Linked DNA regions of Sus scrofa: regions 2 and 3 are each linked to region 1. The links are chromatin contacts, called in public promoter capture Hi-C maps. All regions are on one chromosome and are shown on one strand. Each heading gives the region's core, a stretch centred on a gene start, on an enhancer-like site or on the middle of the called end of the contact. The rest is flanking DNA. Distances are from core to core; before and after follow the strand shown.

Region 1 (2,700 bases), core at 1-2,500:
CCGCCACTGCTGGGGAGCCCGGCTGACAGTCAGAGCCTGTGACAGCGGACGGAGAGTTGGAGTCCTCTGCCCCAGCGGCCAGCTGAGCCTTACCAGCGCCAGATAAGCCTTGGTGACCCGCCGGTCCTTGAAGCACCTGTAGGCACTGCCTGCGGCCGCCTTGTTCAGGGCCACACAGAGCGCCCCACTGGTGGAGAAGTCCAGCTGGTGGCAGAACCTGGCGTAGGGCAGAGGGTCAGCGGTGGCTGGGCTGGGGGTTGCTTCCTCCCCACAGAGGCTGCTGTGGGTACCTGTGCCCCATTCCTGCACACCTGAACCCGTAGCAGGTGTCAGGGTCAGCCAGCTCTGGGAAGCGGTGCCGCAGCTGCTTCTGGAGGGTCAGCGTCTCCCTCCAAGCCTTGCTGTCGATGCGCACGTCCCAGTGCTTGTTCACCACCAGGAAGTCATGGCTCCTGTATACAACGCACAGGTTCTCCACGCTGCCTGGCTCCATGGTGGTGCCTGCAACACGGAAGTGCGTGGAGTGGGGTTCCTGGGTGCCCACGTCAGAGTTCTGCTCACCTGGCATGGACACCCTGGCTCCCCGGGGTCCTGGGTCTGAAACTGTGGAAGCTATCTGTCAGGCAAGCTCGTAGACCTACTGGGCGCCTGCACCCTCACCCCTGAGTCAAGTAGCAGAGTATCTACCAGCTTGGGGGGGGGGTGGGGGCGGGGGGTGTGCCTGGCCAGTTGCTCTGGGCTCGCCTGGGGCCGTCCTGCCCAAGGACCTGGGCCTGGGGAGAAGCAATCTTGCTTTCCACCCTGCCTCCTGGAGCCCTTCCCAGAGAGGCTCCGGCCGCGCGACAGGGGCCTTTTTCCGAGTGAGGCTGGGTTCAGGGCAGAGAATAGTGCCTCCATTGCCCACGTAGACACCCCCTGCTCTGCCTCCGCTCCGTGGAACCCCAGCCTCCCGCGTCCGATGGGCACAGGCCGAGGGGTGCTTGTCGGACTTCGGCTGTGAGCCCCTCGCGCCCCGGCCCACTCCAGAACCGACCTGCAGCTCGGCTGCGCCGTCCAGGACCCCGATGCCTCCGACCGGCCCTGGCTCCTGCCCTCGAGTCTCCACGCCTTGTGGCCTAGGGGCACCGGAACTGCCGTGGCGACCGCAGAGCTAAACCTCTCAGGGCTGGGCCTGCGCGCCCCCGTCCCCGCCCACGCATAGATTGGCGGCCCTGCTGACCAATGGAGAGCGCCTAGGATCCACCGCTCCAGTCTCAGCGCACAGACTCTGGCCCGCCCAGCCTGCCCGAGCAGCCCCGCCCCCGCCCCACCCCGCCCCCGCCCACTGACCAATGGCGTGAGCCGCCGGGCACGCCTGCCATTGATTGGCGGCGCCGGGACGTTCCGGGCGTGGGCTGCGCGCGCGGCGCGGGAGGTTCGGAGCCAGTGGCTGGCGGGCCATGGAGGACTACGAGCGGGAGCTGTACGGTGTAGAGGATGATGACTTCGACAGCCAGTTCGCAGCTGAGCTGGAGGTGCTGGCGGAGCTGGAAGGTGGGTGCGAGCTCGTCCCGGGTAGTTCGGGAGGATCCCGGCTTGCCCGGGGCGTTCGGGAGGGCTGCTGGGAGGGGAGGGGAAGCGCCAAGGCCGGGAGGCAGGAACCGCCTTTAGAGAGAGCTCGGCGCTGCAGCGCCGCGCACCGCAGAAGCTGTGGCTGTGCTGTTTGTGCCGACGGGCTGCCCTGAGCGGCTGCAGTGAGTCTTCTCTCCGCAGGAACAGCCGCCCTGACACCTTCCAGGAGCCTCCGGCCTGCCCCCACCATGGGCCGGCCCCGCCTGACGTTCGAGGAGGCCATTGCTGGAGGGGACGCTGCCACTCACTGTTCTCCAGGCAGACCTCCAAAAGGCGGTAGTGGCGGTGCCAAGAAGAGGCAGCTGACGGCTGACATCCAGGGGACCATATCCCTGCCTCCTAGTACGTTTGCAGGGGTTCAAAGCTGTAGGGGTGGGATGTGAGGCCGGGGAAGGACCGCTGTTTCTCCCCAGCCCCTAGGATCAAACGGTCCAGGCTGGAGGCCGCCAGGAGGCTGAACTTCAGGCCCGACGAAATGGAAGATCTGCTGCCTCCTGATTCCCCCACTCGGGACATCATTCTGCCACCGAGTCCTGAGGTCCCCGCTGAGCTGTGGGGCAGCGGGTGTGTGGCCTAGGGCACAGGTTTCCTGGGGGGACCTTGGAAGGATCCTGTTCCTGGGACAAAGATCCCAAGGGCTCTGTGCCTTTGGGAGGGCTGGGTAACCGAGGGTGGATCTCGAGATGGCCCTGGTCCCTTCCCAGACCCTCGGACACTGGGGCTGAGGAGGGCTGCACCGGAGCCTCGCCAGCCGCCCGCAATCCTGTCCTGAGGCGGCCCCCTGTGTTGGAGGACTACATCAACGTCACCTCCACGGGCGGCGACCGTGCTTTTCTGGTGCTGAGGGATGACCCAGTGGGCACTGGGGTGCAGGTGGGTTCTGTGCAGCCACAAGCAGGGGCCTGCACAGCCTATCCTGAATCTGACCACGAGGACCCCTCAGGAGGACCACCTGGCCTCTGGTCTCTAGGGGATGCTTGGGAGCGCCACCTTCTCCCTTCTCTCCCCACCCTTCTCCTCTTCCCTCCTTCTCTCCTCTTCTCTTTCCTGCTCCTCTTTTTTCTCCCCCTCCCTCTGCTGCCTCCTCCT
Region 2 (2,700 bases), core at 21-2,520, 270 kb after region 1:
CTTGGGCAAACGTTCCAACATGCATCCAGGTGTGGATGCTGCCACGGCCTGGGCCCTGCCTCCGCCCCCAGTGTGAGCCGTAGTGGGGGCAGGGGCACAGCAGGAGCCCTGGACCCCCGACCAAGGTGAGGGGACATAGGCCAAGGTCTAGCCCCAGCCCAGGCCCACTCCAGGCCCAGTCCAGCCCCAGCCCAGGCCACAGTGCCACTAGCCTGGCTGGGCCCGCCTTGGAGGGAGCCTGGTTTTGCCCAGCACCCACTGTAAGGCCGGGCTGTGAGAAGGACAGGCCCGGTTTCTGGGGCCAGGGAGGGCACCTCCCTTCTGGACAGCATGAGCCCTGCCCCTGCCCCTGCCCCCTGCCCGGCTGTCCCAGACCTACACGCAGAGCCAGCTTCTGCCCTCTGCCTGCGTGTGTGCTGAGGGCTCAGGCTCCCTGTGCTGTGTGCAGCCACGTGGTACATGGGCACCAAGGCCTCTGCCAGCTGTGTTGTGGGGCACACGCCTTCCCACACTCCCTGGCGAGAGGTGGGGCGGCTGGGCTGGCCGTCCCCGGGACCCAGAGGGACCGAACCTTCAGCAGCTCCATCTCCACCCAGTCGCGCACGAGGTCGGGGTGCTGGCGGCGCTCCTGGCACTGCAGGTTGTCTGTGGCGATGGAGAAGGGCAGGGCTGTGGCGTCCAGGGCACGCTCCAGCCGCTGCTTCTGGGCCAGCAGCAGGTCGGTCTCTGCGACCAGCTCTTCCACGTGGCGCTGTAGCTCTGACTTCCAGCAGTGTGTGTCCTGCAGGTGCTCACCCACCTTCTTCATGGAGTCCTTCTGTGTGCGCTGTGCCAGCGCCTCCGTCTCAGCCACCAGCTGCTGGCTCTCGTGGCGCTGCTGCTCTGACTGGTCACGGTCGGCGAAGGCCTGATGGTAGCGGGCGTAGCAGTTCTGGAACCACTCGTCTGCCAGGTACTTAGCTGTGCGGAAGCCAGCAGTGGCCAGGCCAGAGGATGTGTGGGCGCCCGTGTTTTGGGCCACATCGTACAGCTTGCGGGGTAGCTGGCACGCCAGCACTGTCTGCGGGGCGGGCTGCTTGGTCGTGAGTATGTCCGTCTGTGCCATGGTGCCGCCCAGGCACAGGTAGGAGGGGGAGAGAGAGGAAGGCTGCTTAGCACAGTCAGCAGGGCAGCTCCGGCCACTCTGTCCCCAAGCAGGACGTGGCTCCCGGTCTCCTGGAGACAGGTACACATCAAGCTCTCCTGTTGCTAGGTGATGGGGACAGCAACCCCCCCCCACCGCAAGGCCCTCTTAAAGGACCAGGCAGGCCCCAGCCCTACCTGTCCTGGCCACATCTGTCACATGCCTGGCATACTTGGAGGCCAGCCCTGTCTCCTGCGTCTTAGCTGTCCCAGTGGGGCTTGCCCCCTGGGCACGCAGGAGTCTCTGATGGGGAGTTGGATTCACCTTCCAGTGGATGTGCCTGGAATCAGATGCCCAAATCTTCCCCACATGTAGGAGGCAGGTCTTGTCCTGGAGACAGTGTCTCCAAGGCCACCCAGGGCCTGGGAGTTGGGGTGGTGAGACACATCTCCAAGTACCCTGGGCCTGGGCCGGGAGCCTGAGCCCCTGGGCAGTGCCCAACATGACCAGCAGAGGGCACCATTGGCCACAAAATGCTGTGCCGCACATAGGCGCCAGGGTGCCAGTGGTTCTCTTGCCACAGCCCAGCCTACCATCTGGCCCAGATGACCTCCCCCGCCCCCCGCCCTGGCTCCTCCTGTGGGACACCCCCAGTCTTCACAGCGGGACATCCACATAGTGCCCCCAGCAGAGTCCATGGCCCCTGCCCCTGGGCCTCTCCCACCATGGCTCTGTCCCCTACTTGTGCTGCAGGAGCCCCTGGACCGCCTCAGACCCACCAGCCTGGGCTCGGCCTGGGCCTGGGCCCCCTGCCCTCCTCCCACAGGCGTCACCCTCAGCCAGCACCCCTCACTTGGCTGACGGCATCCATACCAGCCGGCACACAGTAGGTGCTTTATAAATGTAAGTTTTGGGGACAGCAGCCCGAGACCTCCCTAACCCAGAGCCTGTCCTTGGGGCTGACAGCCTGAACGACCTTGAGCCTCTCTGTGCTCGGTTTCCAGGTGGCAGGGGACACACAGAGCCTGCCGGGGTGGGGGCACAGGAGGGGCCACCGCCTAGCTTTTATTAGAACCTGCCCCTCACACACCGTCCTTTCCCTGTGGCCACAGCAGGGCGGAGCTGCCTGGGGTCTGACCCGGGGAAGCAGCCAGAACACGTGGGACCAGGACTGCACTCCCTGGCAGGGCGTGACCCTGGGGCATGGCGGGTGGGCCAGCAGGTGGCGCTCTTGCGTGAGAGTGGAAGTCTGACTCGCCTGAGACAGGCCACGGTCTTCGGGGTGGGCGCTCTGGCCAAACCGGCCCTGGCCCCGGCCAGTGGCAGACCCCTCGGCCTCCTGCCTTTTGTCCAGAGGGGAGTGGTGCTCGTGGGCTGAAGGCTCCCGGGACTCCCGGGTTGGATCTGGCCCTGAATTTTACCATGAGGCTGGACGGGAGGCCCCTGGGGCCTCAGTGTCCCTATTTGGGGAGTGGTGTTACCGGCCACTGCGTGGAGCTGCTGTGGGCAGGGCTCGAGTGGAGGCCGGTGAATGGTCGGCCCAGTGCCCGGTCCTGGAGGGCCAGCTCCTCCTCGGC
Region 3 (2,700 bases), core at 149-2,648, 320 kb before region 1:
ATGGTCACGGTCACGGTGAACCGCTTGTCCAGGATCTCACTGTAGAGCTCGCGCTGGAACAGCTGCGGCTTCCACACCTTCCTCACTCTCTTGGAGAGCTGAGGGAGCAAGAGGCTTGGTGACATCGGGCCGGGGAGCTGCACCTGTCAGCCTCCACTCGGGGGCCTGGCTGCCCAGAGGTCCGCTTCTCCCCCGACCCTGCCGAGGTGGCAGGGTCACACACAACCGTAACTGCAGGGTCCACGGGGTTTCACGGTCCAAACCAGAGCCTAAGGGCCCAAAGGCCAAGGAGACATCAAAGACACAAATCCCCACCCCGAGGGCTCGGCAGCTCCTCCAGGTTCCCCATCAGAGGCAGCAAGGCACTGGGGGCATCAGGGGCGGACTGGGGTGATCTGCCCCCCGGGTTAGTCTCTCGACCATTCTAAAGGGGGCAGGGCAGTGCCAGCCTTGCCGGTGTCAGGATAGGTGGGGGTGAGGGTGAAGCCGACAGGTCTCCTTAGGCCTCGCCCCCCACCCCCTCTCAAGACTCAGGCCTCCTCCCCATCCTGAAAGGAGCTGTGTCCGCCGGGCCGTAAGCCCTCCTCCCGAGCAGAGTCCCCTTCCTCTCCAGGTACCTCCAGACCCCAGCCGGAGCCGGGCGGCAAGGCCCGGGAGGTACCGCGCCAGCCCGTCCTGCTCGCTCACCTTGTCGTTGTTGACGTATCTGTGACCCAGCACCCAGCCCTCGCCGCCCCACAGCCCCAGCTGGGACTCCGGGGGGTAGTGAACCGGAATGGGCACGTCCTCCACGCGCTCCCGCTGCCAGTTCTTGGGGTTGATCTTGAACTTGGCCCCGTGAGGCCTGTAGTGCACGGGAGTGGGCGTCCGCGCCTCCTCCAGGGAGCGCAGGTAGTGCCGGGGCAGGCGGGAATAGATGCCCTCCCACAGCCGGAGCTGCTTCCACAGGCCGACAGGGACCTTGTGCAAGGGCATCGCGGCGAGGCTGGCGGGAGGCAGGGACCGCGGTCACGCGCGGCGGCCGGACGTGGGACAACACCCTCACCCCGGCCCCGCGCGCAAAGCCGCGTGACTCCCACTGCAAGCCAGGATCAGCCGCGCCAGCCTCCGGAGCCCAGGGCCTCGCCGGAAACGGAAGTCGTGCCGCGGCACCCTGCTCTCCAACCGCCGCTGATTGGCTGCAAGCCAGTCCGTCTACCCAGCTCGTCCCGCCCCCTCTTTGGTCCTTAGGGACCGTGGAAAACTTCCTGCAGAGATGGTGGCAGCCCCAGGGATCGTCGGCAAGTGTGGGGCCGGCAAGAATGGGCCCGTTTCCAGAGGCTTGGCCACCTTCCCTCCTCCCAGAACGAGCGCAGAAAGCAATGCAAAGACTCTTTTTACCTTGAAACATCAGTGTAGAATATTAAATTCATCAATCACAGTGAAATCAGAGCTACAGAAAAATGTCTTCAATGTCTGAAAAAATCCCCCCCCGAAATACCTTATATAAATATTTCCCCATTACAAGCCTGGAGAATGCTACGGTGGCCAAGTGCTGGGTAACTGCGGGTGTGGGAAGCCTCCCGGGAGGCCATATCCTGGATGGGACTCGGAAGGCAAGATGCCAGGTCCAGAGGTGAGAGGGCTGCGGGCCCCCACCCACCCTGGGCTCAGCACCCTCACACTGACAGTGGCCCCCCGCAGCCTACCTTAGGGAGGGCCTCCTGGGGTGGTCAGCAGCCCTTACCCTGCTTTCACCACGAGAGAGGTTAGGCCAGGTCCCCAGGAGCCCCCTCTGCAGACACGTGTTTGAGCGAGGTCAGGGTGGCCGCCGTCCCCTTCTCTTCTCAAGGAGATGCTCACTAGACAAGGGCCCAGGAACCCAGAGGGCAGTGGGGTAGAGTTGGGACAAGGTGTGCCCTGGGAGCCCAGCACTCCCAGAGCATCTTGGAGCCTCCTCTCCACGAAGGCCTCCCAGTTTTGGAGCCAACGTGAAGGGGTAGGGGTGGCCAGCCAGCCAGAAGCCAGCCTTCCCCATGCCCTCGTGGCAGCTAGCCCTTAGGCCACCCAGTGCCATCAGCTCCCTTGGCACGATCGCCCCTTCCCGTGGCAAATGCATCAGCAGGGGGCATCCTGCTGGGGCACAAGGGGTCAAGGAGCCACGCGGCGGCACAGCTACCAGCCTAAGTGCCAGAGCACAGCCTCACACAGGAACAGGGCGACACAGCCATCTTACTCTACGTTTCCCTCCAACCATCTCCAGGCCAGCAGACCACAGGGGCTTCCCCACTTGGTACCTGTGGTCTCCAGGCAGCCAGGGCCAGGCCTCAGGAGCCACTGCAGACACCCGCTGGGCCCTGCAGAGGGACCGGGTAGCTGGCAGCCAGTAGGCATAAGGGAGCTGGGGGTGTGGCCTTGCCTCCGGAGGAGGAGGAAGTGAGAGCACAGCAGTGCAATTTTATTCGGCTGGAAATCCATCTGGACAGGGTACCTCTCCCCTGGTCCTGCCCCTGGCCGGAGAAATCATCAAAGCCGCAGGTGTCCCCAAGCGGGCCACGTCATGTCACTGTGTACAGCTCTTCCTGGCGGTTCCTGCAGATATCATAGTGGCAGGTGAGCTTCTGGGAGCAGGCCCAGGGCTCGGTGTGTTGGTCCCTTGGTGGCAGCAGGAACGCAGCGCTGCCAGCCAGCAGCATGTGCCAGATGCTGTGGGTGTAGTAA

What was found. Promoter capture Hi-C pulls out the DNA fragments that hold promoters and counts their contacts.
Region 2: a promoter capture Hi-C map of fetal skeletal muscle shows a contact between it and region 1, with 8 times the contacts expected there. The contact joins the promoter of LOC110259951 here to the promoter of RPUSD1 in region 1. A contact is called at or near these places in 2 of 5 promoter capture datasets (fetal skeletal muscle and liver).
Region 3: a promoter capture Hi-C map of liver shows a contact between it and region 1, with 5 times the contacts expected there. The contact joins the promoter of MRPL28 here to the promoter of RPUSD1 in region 1. A contact is called at or near these places in 2 of 5 promoter capture datasets (fetal liver and liver) and 1 of 47 Hi-C or Micro-C datasets (liver).

Annotation. Positions count from the first base shown.
Region 1 is chr3:41,008,272-41,010,971 of Sscrofa11.1, reverse strand. It overlaps RPUSD1 (RNA pseudouridylate synthase domain-containing protein 1), which reads right to left and starts at 1,250. Exons shown (of 6, transcript XM_005662236.3): 1 at 1,034-1,250; 2 at 291-501; 3 at 94-217. The coding sequence starts at 493. It overlaps CHTF18 (chromosome transmission fidelity protein 18 homolog), which reads left to right and starts at 1,384. Exons shown (of 22, transcript XM_021086879.1): 1 at 1,384-1,533; 2 at 1,753-1,953; 3 at 2,025-2,175; 4 at 2,316-2,484. The coding sequence starts at 1,440.
Region 2 is chr3:40,736,635-40,739,334 of Sscrofa11.1, reverse strand. LOC110259951 (tektin-4) reads right to left here and starts at 1,270. Exons shown (of 6, transcript XM_021086872.1): 1 at 572-1,270. The coding sequence starts at 1,105.
Region 3 is chr3:41,329,110-41,331,809 of Sscrofa11.1, reverse strand. It overlaps MRPL28 (39S ribosomal protein L28, mitochondrial), which reads right to left and starts at 1,398. Exons shown (of 5, transcript XM_005655127.3): 1 at 688-1,398; 2 at 1-98. The coding sequence starts at 975. TMEM8A (transmembrane protein 8A) reads right to left here. Exons shown (of 12, transcript XR_002342470.1): 11 at 1,727-2,700; 12 at 1,380-1,455.